Linked DNA regions of Mus musculus: region 2 is linked to region 1. The links are chromatin contacts, called in public Hi-C maps. All regions are on one chromosome and are shown on one strand. The core of a region is the stretch at or near the end of the contact, and the rest is flanking DNA. Distances in the headings are between cores, read along the strand shown. Region 1 overlaps Mogat1 (monoacylglycerol O-acyltransferase 1). Region 2 overlaps Acsl3 (acyl-CoA synthetase long-chain family member 3).

The links. Hi-C and Micro-C count contacts between places; a contact is called where the count stands out from the background.
Region 2: a contact with region 1 is called in a Hi-C map of the C2C12 cell line, with 5 times the contacts expected there. The contact joins two enhancer-like sites. A contact is called at or near these places in 1 of 39 promoter capture datasets (the C10 cell line), 3 of 15 datasets of contacts at CTCF or cohesin (large pre-B cells, pro-B cells and stem cell-derived epiblast-like cells), 43 of 484 Hi-C or Micro-C datasets (the 63-12 cell line, the AtT-20 cell line, B cells and 29 more), 7 of 115 datasets of contacts at active chromatin or transcription factors (a beta-TC-6 cell line, double positive thymocytes, embryonic stem cells and 3 more) and 4 of 9 other capture datasets (adipose tissue, embryonic stem cells, liver and 1 more).

The regions. Positions count from the first base shown.
Region 1 is chr1:78,536,058-78,539,066 of GRCm38.p6, reverse strand. Mogat1 (monoacylglycerol O-acyltransferase 1) reads right to left here. Exons shown (of 7, transcript NM_026713.3): 7 at 894-1,123. The coding sequence ends at 969. Among named protein-coding and RNA genes, the nearest start is that of Mogat1, 27 kb to the right of the region's middle. Within about 2 kb of position 1,331, at least 301 of the 459 cell types and tissues checked have an H3K27ac peak or open chromatin away from gene starts, as enhancers often do. A contact at or near this core is called in the C2C12 cell line and muscle stem cells, where this site is marked.
Region 2 is chr1:78,703,860-78,706,866 of GRCm38.p6, reverse strand. It overlaps Acsl3 (acyl-CoA synthetase long-chain family member 3), which reads right to left. Exons shown (of 15, transcript NM_001033606.2): 14 at 1,476-1,633; 15 at 1-609. The coding sequence ends at 452. Among named protein-coding and RNA genes, the nearest start is that of Gm38631, 15 kb to the left of the region's middle. Within about 2 kb of position 1,641, at least 9 of the 459 cell types and tissues checked have an H3K27ac peak or open chromatin away from gene starts, as enhancers often do. A contact at or near this core is called in the C2C12 cell line and muscle stem cells, where this site is marked.

The DNA of each region.
Region 1 (3,009 bases), core at 82-2,581:
GCCCTGGGATCGCCCCAAGCTGTGCCAGGCACCAGGGAGAGACCAGCAAGCAGAGAAGCCCCGACTCTGTATTAAGTGAAAAGGCTCTTGGGGGAGAAGATTACAAGTGTTCCTGTTGCATACCACATCTCCAGCACCCTACAATGCATCCTAAAACAGGGCGATGCTATCTTCCAAAAAGACTTGCCTTGCCACTGCAAATACACCCATTTCTGAGTGTAAAGCGAAACGACTCTGGCCATTCCTATGGGATTCCAAGTGGCAGACTCATCCTGCTTCAAAAATGGCAAAACAATTCTGCACTGATTTAAGAAAAAAAATGCATTGATGTGACCTGAAAGACCTAGGTTACCCAGTATACAACTGACATGATTCGGTGACAAATGTTCTGTTTACGTAAGAGCCCTGTCTCTCCAGCTTTCTGTAAGCCAAGTTACACAGTCTCTAAATATCCAGCTGTGCCAAACAACAGCTGCCCTGCTCAGTGACGATACCACCCTAAGCCACAGAATTGCTCAGTTAGTGTCTAGAGGCGCTTTGAAGTTGGTATTTTGCTTTTGCTCTGAGCGCATGAGTAATTCTAAGACTTTTAGGAACCTGAAGAATGATATAGTCTCCCTAAATTCAGAAGATTTTTAAGTCTTAGTCATCTTCAATCCTGTGCTATAATCATCTAGTGTATTTTTATTTTCCACTGTTATGAACCAACCTTGGAGCCTTACCCATGGTAGGTAAGCATTGTACCACTTGGTCATAACCCCAGACCTCCATTTTCCTGTATTTTTATTTATCACAGTATAAAATAACAGCAGTGGTCTTCACCACTAATTCTTTTCAGCTGCAACTTGATTCTAGAGTCAAAACAAACAAACAAAAAACAAAAACAAAACAAAAACCAGAGAAATTATTTATTTATTTTCTCAACGATGCTTTCTTGCCTTCCTTTCTTATGCCTTGGAGGAAGGAGGTTATTTAAATACCAGAGTTTCGTGCTCCGGAATCCCATATTTCCCTTTGTGTTCATTGAACAGTTTCTTTAGCTCCTCTAGGTATGTCTGATGCAGCTCTTCAATCTGCTCTGAGGTCGGGTTCAGAGTCTGCTGAACAGGGATGGGGCGGCCAACTGTGGAAAACAGAGCACGTGTCATCCCTGAGGACAGCCACCACTCCACCCGCAGCCTGGGTCTCCCGTGGGCAGCTGAGCGCTGGGCTGCCAATCGGCTTCCCTCCAGCCCGCTGGCTCCAGTCCTCTCCTCAGCTCACTGGCTGCCTACCTCAGTCACACCATCCCACTCGACAACAAATAAAGAGTTTCCCTTCTCAGCAGACACTGAGCTGTCATTCTGTGGTTTGACTTCTGAGTCAAATGCGCTGCTGTGCCGACTGCAGCTGTGCGCAGAGTAGGCGTTGCTGCGAGCCACGTCACTCTCATTCTCCCCTGGGCACAGCTGACAAGCAAGACCACAGGGTTCTTATTGTGACTGACTGTGAAATGTTCAGGTCACGTGACATCCTCTATTATGACTTTTTAAAAAATATCTTTCAGAACAATTGAAAATGTCACTTACTTACAGCGAAGTCTCTGTGCGAGAAAGTCATCTAGTCACAAAACTGAAAGCAACCACAGCTCATTAGGAAAACAGTTACATAGGCTGAGCTACATTCCAGTTATTCACCGGAATCTTAGGCAGCTATCTTTTTTAAAAAAAGAAATAACAAATAACGTGGCACACACAGTGCCTAAAATGTCTAAGAAAAGTTGCAAAATGAAGTGTGATCCCATCTATAAAAAAATAAATTTCTAGGTGCACCAATATTTTCAGTGTACAAGAAAAACCTGGCAAGATCAACATTTTCCTTTGGGGATTGGGTCAGGGGTGGGGAACAGCACATTTATTTTACCTGTATCGTATGAATGTTCCCCCCCCCCAAAAGTATCTGTTTCATCTGTATAATTACAAAAATACCTATTGGTTGTAAATAAATCTGGCGGCTTCTGTACATATTTTAAAAGACGTTTACATAACAATCTCAGAATTTGGAAATTCAGAAATACAAGTCTTTGACGGCCTGTATACACTGCACCCCCTGCTGGCCTGGTGTTGCTATGCGCCCAAGGCCAGGATGAGCCGGGTGGTTAACTTCAAACCTTGAAGCAAACTACTCCTTCTGAAGTCATTCGCTTGGGCATGAGGACTGTGAGCGCCGCTGTAGGGGGGTGGGGGTGGGGGGATGCAGTACGCAAAGGGGAGTCGGGTGGGGGTGGGTTCCTTTGTCTTTCTTCAAGCTACATACAGAGCGAACCTGTGCCAGTAATGGAAGGTGGTTATTTTTTAAAAACCTAAGCAATCGTGAAGGAATAAAGAGGCAGCAAGTGATAAAGACCATGAATATGGGAGTTGAGAGGCACAGAAGGAAGGACTGACACTCCCTAATTGCTGAGTGTTTCACTAGACCGAGCCTCCAAACACTCGAGGGCAGTTTCCTTCGATCTTTACGAAGTCTGATTTATGCACAGTAGACACCAGTCCTTTGACACACATTAGAGAGAACTGGAGGAAACAAGCCAGTGCTGGCACATACCTGTAGTTTCAGCACTCAGGAGGTGAAGGCAGGAAGGCTGGGAGTTCCCGGGCAACCTTGGCTACATAGTGAGCAGGCTGGACCCATCTTAGTTTTCTCTCTGCCCTAAAGTTTCCTGGGCAAGGGATGGGAGAATACAACTTGTTCTATAAAGCTTCCTCGCAGTTGTGACCTTTGAGGAAGGAAATCTGAGAAATCTGTACACAGACGGACCAGTAAACTTGTAGTCTTTTAGAAATAGCTGTAGTTTTTAGTGAGACTACCTCAGGGAGAGAGGTCAACGGGACGGTGAAGTGGGGACTGTGGAGAGAGGCATTGCTGTCTAAGGCAGAGTAAAAACAGCTTACTGTTATAGGAATTGTGACCTCTCAACCTCTCAATTAGGGCTTCTTTCCCTAGGAAGGACACCACAGCTAACTAAGTCCC
Region 2 (3,007 bases), core at 392-2,891, 170 kb before region 1:
GTACATAATTTCACATTGATACCCTTTTATTTTTAAATACAATAAGTAAAAAAGCCCCCCAAATAACCAATTTTTATATTTCCTATTTATCCTTCTATACATCCAAACTTTAAAAAGTTACAAACTGAACAACTGTACAGAACATATAAATCATGTTTAAAAACTTGAGGCTGTAAAATCGCTGCTTCCCCAGTACGATTCTGAAAAAGTCTCCTGTTGACAAGCACAGTCACAGATGCCAGAAGCAAACTGGAGCAGGGGAAGGAACAGACAGACACGAGTTTGCTGTCTTAATACTTTACTAATCCTGTCAGTTAAAAATGGTGACGTAGTGAGAAGTAACAGCCGGGATTTAATATGAGGAATGGAGTTTGCCTCGGCCCGAGACATACATTTCAAGTATTTTCCTATTTGATCTGAGCTCGCTGTAGCAAACCAATGCCAAAACTAATTATTTTCTTCCATACATCCGCTCAATGTCTGCCTGGTAGTGTGTTTTAAGCTCTTTACGTTTCAACTTGAAGGCATCTGTCACCAGACCAGTTTCGGGAGTCCATGGGTCAGGGCTCAAACGTATTTTTAGTGGAATTTCAAACTTTTCCAGACTTGCTGAAATGAAGAAAACACAACACTAAAAACCCACACCCACAAGAGATGAAGTCAAAGTTCTCAGCAAACGGGTGCTCTTTGAGGCCCGCCCACCAAGTACCCAACAGAACAAGCAACCCCAATAGCATCAGGCCCACTCTTGATATTCAAAGATATGTTTTTGAAATATGAGAACTATAATAGCAAAAAACATTTAACAAATTATTTATCCATAGGAGAATAAATTAAATAAATGATATAGGTGTAAGATATACAGAAAGCAGTTCTGCCATTAAAACAACTCATTTACATGGGGATCCAACCCATGATCAAGCTACAAAAGGACAGCACACAGCACTAGCAAGACAGGCGAGAGAGCATAGACTCACTGGGCCAGGACACACACCACACTACCCCGTGCAGTCCAGGGACTGGAATCTGAGAGGGAGGAGTTTTACTTCAAGGAGAATGAGATATTTGCAGGAAAATGGATAAATGTGACTGACCAGCTTCCTCAAGCTTTCTGCCACCCTGAGCTTCCCACCGTCAAGGACTGTAGCCTGAACTGTGAGCCAAAAGTCTCTCTCCCTTAAGTCCAAGTGCTTTTAGCAGGAGACAGGAAAAATAACTAAGACACTGGTAAATTCCATATTATATAACTATTATAATAGTGCCATGCATACAATTTAAAAGAACACCTCAAATTTTTAAAATGTTTATTTTAAACTCAGTTTAGAAGATACTGCATGCTCTACAGAAGGGCTTGCACGGTGGAAACCGTTTACAGGCAGGAATGGATGCATTCCAGCCCTTTTAAGCTAACTGTTTCATAGACGAGGACATTTTTTCCATCTCACTTCTATGGACTGGCTTGCCAGCATACTCACCTGAAATAGCAGCTTCAGAAAGCACTTTAAGGACCTCATTTTCCATCTCGCTGCTGTTACACAGCTCTTCCCAAGTTCCTTTAAATCCTTTTGTTCTAGCTAGCTCTGTAAGTTCCTTTTGATTTGGCACAACAAACCCAATTACGTAAGAATGGTAGCTGAAACACACAAAGGATAACTTAGTCAAGGACCAAAGTTAACACGTACTGCGCTTACTAATCGTCTTAGCACTCTATAGCCAACTCTTTATTACTGGAAAACCCACAAACATCCATAAAAATCACATGTCATATTTATCTCATGCAATGCCTCTGACCACTTAGTCACAGTACATTTGAGAGCTCTGGCAGAGTTCATTGCAAACAAACCGCAACCTGAGAAATTCTAAGTGTCTAACTACTATAAGTAGAAATATACACTTTTAAAGAACGTTTTCATTTTTTCATTTATCTTTGAAATGATTAGTAAATTCGTGGAATCGAGGTAAGAAGAGTAAAACCTGTAAACTATCTTTCTACAGAATTGTAGCAGCAAGTTTAAATCATGTGATGAGCCAGGTTTAATCCCAGCACTCAGAAGGCAGACGGATGTCTTAAGTTCAAGGGTAGCCTGTAACAATGCTATTGGAAGAATTGTATCATCAAAGGAACTTAGTATGCACAAAGACAGGCACTATTTTGAGAAATGCAGAACAGCATAATTGCTGGACAGAGAGCCTGTGGACCCCACAATAGACAGGCAGGAGGATTGCCATGAATTCAGGACCAGCCTAACCCTGAGGAAATGACAGCACCGTGACAAGAAAAGGACACTTGGAGTTATTCTTAAGTAAATAAAACCCATCTCTAGAGCAAAGCTGAAGAAAACAAATGGCTTTTTAAAGCGCAGTCACTGATGCGTCCATGTACAGGGTGCTAACTGGTCGAGTCTAAGCACATATTTCAAAAATCCCACCATCTTAGAAAGGACATAATAGTTGCATGCCTTTAATTCCAGCGGCACTTGGGAGGCAGAGGCAGGTAGTTCAAGGGTGGCCCAGTCCAGAGTGAGTTCCAGGACAGCCAGGACTATATAGCGAGAACTCACAAAACAACAAAATCCAGTCTCTGAAACATTTCTGGTTCTAATTATTTCAGAAGACAACTATTCCACCGGAAGCTCTACCTCCCAGGATGCAGCCCAAAGTCCTCTTCTAAGTTGATTGTCCTACGACACCCATGACTATGTCAGCTGCTACAGACAGGTTACTAGCCTTGTGCACAGACATGTGACTGTGATTACTGGTCATACGATTAAGTTACTTCACTTACTATTACAGAAATGCAGTCAGGTCTAATCTCAGATTCCATCAGTTCCCAATACACCTCTAGGCTTCTAAATTTACACTTCCATTCCCTGCTGCCTATGATATCCTGGGCTGTGAGGTTGTGGTGAGCCAGGCCAGCAGGAAGCATGGCCAAGCTGCAGGTCAGGACAGAAGAGAGGACTGTAGGGAGCTACTACTTATGCCCTTGCAGCTGACTGGGTCTGCA